Linked DNA regions of Mus musculus: region 1 is linked to region 2. Evidence: chromatin contacts called from public Hi-C data. All regions are on one chromosome and are shown on one strand. The core of a region is the stretch at or near the end of the contact, and the rest is flanking DNA. Distances in the headings are between cores, read along the strand shown.

Evidence for each region. A called contact is a pair of places that touch in the nucleus more often than the background predicts.
Region 1: a contact with region 2 is called in a Hi-C map of Th1 cells, with 2.1 times the contacts expected there. A contact is called at or near these places in 1 of 39 promoter capture datasets (macrophages), 135 of 484 Hi-C or Micro-C datasets (the 63-12 cell line, B cells, the Ba/F3 cell line and 82 more), 12 of 130 datasets of targeted methods (the 230-238 cell line, the HPC-7 cell line, the SCID.adh cell line and 6 more) and 3 of 9 other capture datasets (adipose tissue, liver and pancreatic islet).

What each region holds. Positions count from the first base shown.
Region 1 is chr19:37,417,946-37,421,216 of GRCm38.p6, reverse strand. Kif11 (kinesin family member 11) reads right to left here. Exons shown (of 22, transcript NM_010615.2): 21 at 3,200-3,271; 22 at 1-958. The coding sequence ends at 827. Among named protein-coding and RNA genes, the nearest start is that of Hhex, 15 kb to the left of the region's middle.
Region 2 is chr19:37,375,095-37,378,350 of GRCm38.p6, reverse strand. It overlaps Kif11 (kinesin family member 11), which reads right to left and starts at 1,969. Exons shown (of 22, transcript NM_010615.2): 1 at 1,684-1,969. The coding sequence starts at 1,757.

The DNA of each region.
Region 1 (3,271 bases), core at 172-2,671, 43 kb before region 2:
AAGCGAAAGAGCGAGGGTTAATATTTCAACAGAGGGAATGTATATATACATTTTTATTATATACAAGGAATAAAGTTTTAAAAGATAAACAAAATAGAAGTTATAGTCATAATTGGTAGTTTGAAAACAATCTTATCATTTCTAAGAGACTTAAAGACCTTTTAAGTGGGGCCTCAAGGTCTCCTGCATTAGGAGCCGACACTACAGGGAGGCTGGTGATGTGTCAGACCTCAGGAAGGAATGAGATGTGTGCATATCAGCGAGAACAAATGAAGGACCCAAAAGGAAGGGTCCTTCCAGGGTCAGGTGTTTTGACAGTGATTGTAAGGGTAATCAGTGAGATAGAAGAGTTCCAGGTAAAACCCTGCGTTTCTCATACTAAAGAAACCTTTCTGTAGGCTACAAAAGGTTAAGTGACAGGAAAAGGGAGACAGGAGTCGAAGACAAACTAGAAAAGGCTGGTTAGAGGTAGGGAAACAGCCTTGGCCAGACAGCAAAGGAGATGGCATTCACCAATACAAGTCTAAACCTGGAACAATGATTTCCATATATTTGGTATTTAATTATATACAAGAAAAATACTTACTTGTTACAGAAGAGCTTCTTTATATAAAAAGCTAGAAACACACACACATATTCAATGTAAATCCCAAATGATACCCAGCTTACTACATCCTTGGACTACAGGGATTATAAAAAAGACTTTCAGTTCAACTACAGTTACTGTGGGGCCCTCACACAGCAGTCCCCTTTTCATCTGTACATAGCTTCAGACTCTGGAGTTTCAGGTTGTATTTTAAAGATGACACCCTAAGCCTCAGATCAGCTAGAGGTTTATGGAGGTGTGAAGCGGCAGTCTGCTCTTGGAGATGGAGAGATCCGAGGCCTCTTCCACTTTATACTTCTCCACCGGGTTAAGGCCTCTGTTTTCTTTGTCTTTTCCATGTGGCTTTTTTCGCTGTGGGTTTAAAGGGGAGAAATGAAGTCACAATTATGTAACATTTACTAGACATTGCAACATTTTATTATGAAAGTTCTATGCATTATGGACTAAAGTTTAAATTTGAAAACCACAAAACACAAAAGGTAGGGTCTTCTTTACTTTACCAGTAATGGAAGAAGAAAGAATTACTTTTCTTTTTTGTTTGTTTTTTGTTTGGAGACCGGGTTTCTCTGTGTGTAGCCCTGCCTGTCCTGGAACTTGCTCTATAGAACAGGCTGGCCTTGAACTCACAGAAATACACCTGCCTCTGTCTCCTGAGTGCTGGGATTAAAGGCGTGTGCCACCACCACCTGGCATGAAATATTACTTTTTTTGCATTGTTTCTAAAACATAATTACAAATTTCCCTTTAAGACAGTGGTTCTCAAGAGCAAGTGATTCTGCCCCCTAGTGGACACAGGCAGTTATCTTGAGACAGGTTAGTACAAATACAAAGTGCTCCTAGCTGCAGTAAGAACCGGCCCCAGAGGAAGTGTTCAACCTGCAGGGCAGCTGACCACAACACGTAGTTACCCAGTTTAACAGATTTGTCACCACCAAGAAAGACTTTTATTTATCCTCTTTGAAAACCTGTTTCACAGTCTACATCTCTGAGGTGAAATCTAACCTGGTCTGCAAAGCAAGTTCCAGGACAGCCAGAGCTACACAAAACAATCCTGTCTCAAAAAACCAAAAGAAAAAGAAGGAGAAAAAGAAAGAAAGAAAGAAAGAAAGAAAGAAAGAGAGAGAGAGAGAGAGAGAGAGAGAGAGAGAGAAAGAAAGAAAGAAAGAAAGAAAGAAAGAAAGAAAGAAAGAAAGAAAGAAAGAAAGAAAAAGGAATTTTTACTCTATGTCTCTGGAATCAGGAAGAAAATCCTGCACACTGGGATTATGAGCGCTGAGACCAATAGCGAGATGTAAGTCAGCTCCTTGGCACGCATAAGGCCTGCCTGTGGGCAACGGTGAGATGAAGAATGACGAGCTGTGCCAGGCCAGGAAAAAGTAAGGGGTTAAAAGACAATGGGGGTGAAGCTGCCTTGAGGTACATAAGGGAGCTAAGGAAATCTGTAAATATGGAACAGTTAAACCTGCATGGAGAGAGAACTTTTAGACCTCCAGAAAAAGGATCCAAAAAACTACTAAAATTAGATACATAACATATATAATAATACAATATATATGCACATATGTAAGTATGCACATATATAACATGTAATATATGTATAAAAATATACATATCAGCATCCTAACTGTAAAAATGGAGATATTATATGTCTTGCATAGGAAATTTTTACTTTAATCTAGGCTCCTGTCTTTAAAATATAGGGAAAGCTGCCAAATAGGATTTTAGGGGTGTTTGTTTTGACATAGGGCTCACTGTGTGGCCCTGGCTGGCCTGGAATCACCATGAAGACAGACTGGCCTTCAATTTGTAGAGCTCAAACTGTTTCTGCTGCTACAGGGTTGTGATCACAGGTGTTCATTCGATGCCTTACTTGGTTGGCACCAGGCACTTTTGAATGGCTTGTTCCTAACTATGTTAAAAGGGCACGATGCCTCACATCTGCAATTCCGAAGGCAGGAGAACTGCTAAAGTCTAGGCAAGCTGTTCTACTGAGTGTGACAGTTTCAAGGATAACAAGGTGGTGGGCATAGGATCTGTCTGTCAGGTGATTTAAATGTACAGCATCAGAGCAACAGAGAGCTCAGGAAGTCCTGGGGAGCAATGAACAAGGAGAGCCACAAGGTGGCAGGATAAATCACTAGTACATCTTATAGTCTCCATGTGTGATGGACAGCGATGCACACCGGACCTACTGGGTAAAGATACAAATTAAAGAAATATAAGAGGCAGAAATGAGACAACAATGACTAGAGATTACTTTCTAAAGTTACAGATGATATCAAATTTTACCTTTATGTATTCTATAGAAGATTCTTTCATCAATCACACTATGTACACATTTTAAAGAAAAATTAACAAGCCATTAGAAAGGAATGACTAAATTTTTGTTGTTCTATGCCAAGAATATTGTGGGTTTTTTTTTATTTTACTGCTCTGTTGTTAAAAAGACAGGTCTTGCTGTGTTAGCCTAAGCTAGCTCCTGCCTCAGCCTCACAAGTGTGGGCATTTTAGGTGTTTAGCATCATGCCTGGCTACTAGCATGGTCTCTTTACACTAAGTAGTAAAATCTGAGTGAAATACATTATCAAGTACCTGGAAAAATGGAAGACCTCTGCTGGAAGAGCAATCTGCACTGGGATGTTCAGTTGTCTCTGGACTTACAAG
Region 2 (3,256 bases), core at 720-3,219:
TGTACCATCACACCCCCACCGTCAGTGTTCTTTGTAACTTTTTATGACTCAAACACTTTGTAAGTAACAAAGGAAATAATAGCACACAGAAAAGGCAATATTGACTAATAATAATAATACTGCAAAAAAATTGTAAAAAAAAGTGCATTTGTTGGGTAGCTTAGGGTAAGAACACTTCTTGTTCTTCTAGAGACCTTGAGTTCTGTTTCTAGCCCCCACACCTGGGGGTGACTCACAACCACCTGTAACTCTGGCCTTAGAGGTGGTGCTCTCTTCTGCTCTCCACAAGCACTCACGTATGTGTGCAAACACCTGAATATATACCCATTATTAAAAATAAAAATTTTTTGAGGCAGAGTTTCTCTTTGTAGCCCTGGTTGTCTTGAAACTCGATCTGTAAAACATGCTGGGATTAGAGGTGTGCCCCACAACTGCCTGCCTAAATCTGCCTAATTTTTTTTTTCCTAAATTCTTAAGTGTGTCTGCTTTCCTGTTGATTAAAATGAAAGTTCCAAATTAAGTAACTAAAACTCCAGAGTTCAGCAATTAAGTATCTTTGGCAAGCCTAGAGTTGCTCACACACACACACACACACACACACACACACACACACACACACACGTCACCTAGTTTAAAAACTTGGGTCTGGTAGCTGAAACTTGAATTGCTTATAACTCCAGAACTCAGAACTAAGGCAGGGAGCTAGTCGGAGTTTGAGGCCAGTCTCAGGAAAAAAAAAAAAAAGGCAGACACAGTGGCACACACTTGTCACCCAGCAATCCCAGCTAAACGACCGAGAGGCTGAGACAGTAAAGTACGCTAACATATAGTTCCAGACCAACCTCGGTAACATCACAAAAATTCAAAAAAATTAAAAACTCTGGGTAAGTTATTTGGATGTCAGTCGGGGAGAGCTGAACCCCACACCCTCCCTCCTCTCAATTTTGTCTTTTGGTCAATGAACAAAGGCAGATAAAAGAAAGAAAGAAAGAAAGAAAGAAAGAAAGAAGGAGAGAGAAACCCTGTCTCGAAAAACCAAAAAAAAAAAAAAGAAGAAGAAGAAAAATGAGAAAGAGAAAAGATGCTGCACCTTAGCCATGTACTTTCATTAGCTCGTGAGTTTCATAAACTCATTTTACAGCTTAGCTTAAATTCAGCAATGTCTACTTGGTTATTAGAGGTGAATTTGATGGTTGCTCTTCGCTGAAAAGTGCGTTCCCTTTTAAAAGCAAACCTACTTTCATCTATTGGACCAAACACACAGAATAAAGAACTATTAGTCTTTCCGAAGTGGAAATAACCCCAAGGTGAGCGCCAAACTACATGCAAAGTAAGTAGGAAGCTTTATTCCCAAACTGACAACTCGGACGGGGTAGCACAGAGCAATGACAGCTAAATTTTCGGCGACATTGGCTTTTAAAAGGGAACGCACTTTTCAGCGAAGAGCAACCATCAAATTCTTTGTGACTGCAGCTTAACTTTAACCAACACCAACATCCCCCCCCCCCCCGAGACAAACCCTAATTTAGAACTAAACGTGGTAGCATGTTTACCGAACAAAACACGGGGAGCCCCAGAAACCGATGACTTGGTGTCCTTCAGAAAGGTAAACAAATCGCTCTCCGGAACGGCTAGCCCAAAAGCTAAGCCTCCGCGTCCGGACTCGTCCCAGCCTCTCCTTACCTGCATCTCACCACCACCTGGATGTTCCTGCCCTTTTCCTCTTTCTTCTTCAAAGAACTCGGCTGGGACGCCATGACGGTCGAGCCAAAACCTGCCGGCCTAGCGGAGACTCAGACACAGTGAGAACCGGGAGCAGCCTCTCCTCACCCGGTGCTGCCAAGGCCACGAGGACCGAGACTCGCAGCTCGGCGTCCCCGAGGTCCACGCAGGCCTCTTGGCCGTGGCCGCCGCCCCGCAAAAGCCGGACAGGACGAACCTCCTCCTCTGCTCCGAAATCAGCAACGATTCCGCGCCTCAATTTTGAAAAATGGAGACGACTGACCGGACCAATAGCAGAGCGGCACGCGAGGCATCATGGGACGCCGTGTCGTCACTGTGGTGACGACGGGGCGTGACCCGAAGAAATGGATGGCGGTGCAGGCTGGCTCCTGTAGTCCGAAGTTCACTGTGCAAGCTTTCAGTGCTGCCGCTGGCGGGCTTCTGGGGCCTGGGACGCCTACATCGCCGCATTCGCTGGGTCCTTACCGCCCTCCGAGGCTTCTCGCTTTCCGTAGAGAGGTGACGAACAACTCGGCCGTTTAAGGTGTAGGTGGGGACCGGGGAAACAGAAAAGCCGAGTCCTCCGCCTCATCGGGTTTCCGGAGCTGCTTTTTCTGTTTCGCGGGATCTTAAATGCGGTTTAGCCTCTCCGATGTAACTTAGCGAGGATCAGAGAAAGCGCCGCCGACCTCGCCAAATACCCGCCTTCCGCACTCCAGATCCCTGGTCCTCTGGATTAAGCAAAGCCAACTGTCTACTGGTAAACTACTCTCGGAGGCAGGAGTGGCAGAGGAGCTCTCCGAGTTCCAGACCAGCCTGATCTATAAAGCGAGGCCAGGACGGCCAGGGCTGGTTGCACAGAGAAACGCTGTCTCCAAAAACAAACAAACAAAAACAAAACAAAAGCTAGCCCCAGAGACTCACTGCTATCTCAAAATGTCCCACAAAGTGAACATATTGAACATCTTTATACCCTTGCCTCCGGCCAGTCTTTCTCACTTCAACACGTGTTTTTAACCAGACCCTTCCTCTGCAATCACCTTCCTCCAAGACTTTGAATCTCGTCCCTGAATGACTTCCTTCGATGTTCCTACTGCTACCCTTTTTTTCTCCTCCCTGCTACTGCATTCACTCAGCAAATATCCTTTAAAAAGCAAACCAAACACATATAGGGACAGAGGCAGAAAGATCAGGAGTTCAAGCGTCCATTTCATACATTTCCAGTTTAGTATCAAACTGTGTTATGTCCATCATTTGCTATTTATTCGTTTGTTTTAAACAAGATATCTTTCTGAACACAAGGCTGGCCCTGTGAGAATCCTCAATGATCTTCCTGCCTTCTGCATACTGGTATTGAAAGAATGAGCTACCAGTCCTGGCTGGTTTCTTGTTTGCTTTTTTTTTTTTTTTTTTTTGAGGGGTGTGGCTTAAGATTATTTATTTATGTGTGGGGTAGTGTGTCTGTGTGTGTGTCCTCCAAGTGTGTGGTGGTGCCCTTGGACAGAAGATGGCATTGAATGCCCTGGAACTGTAG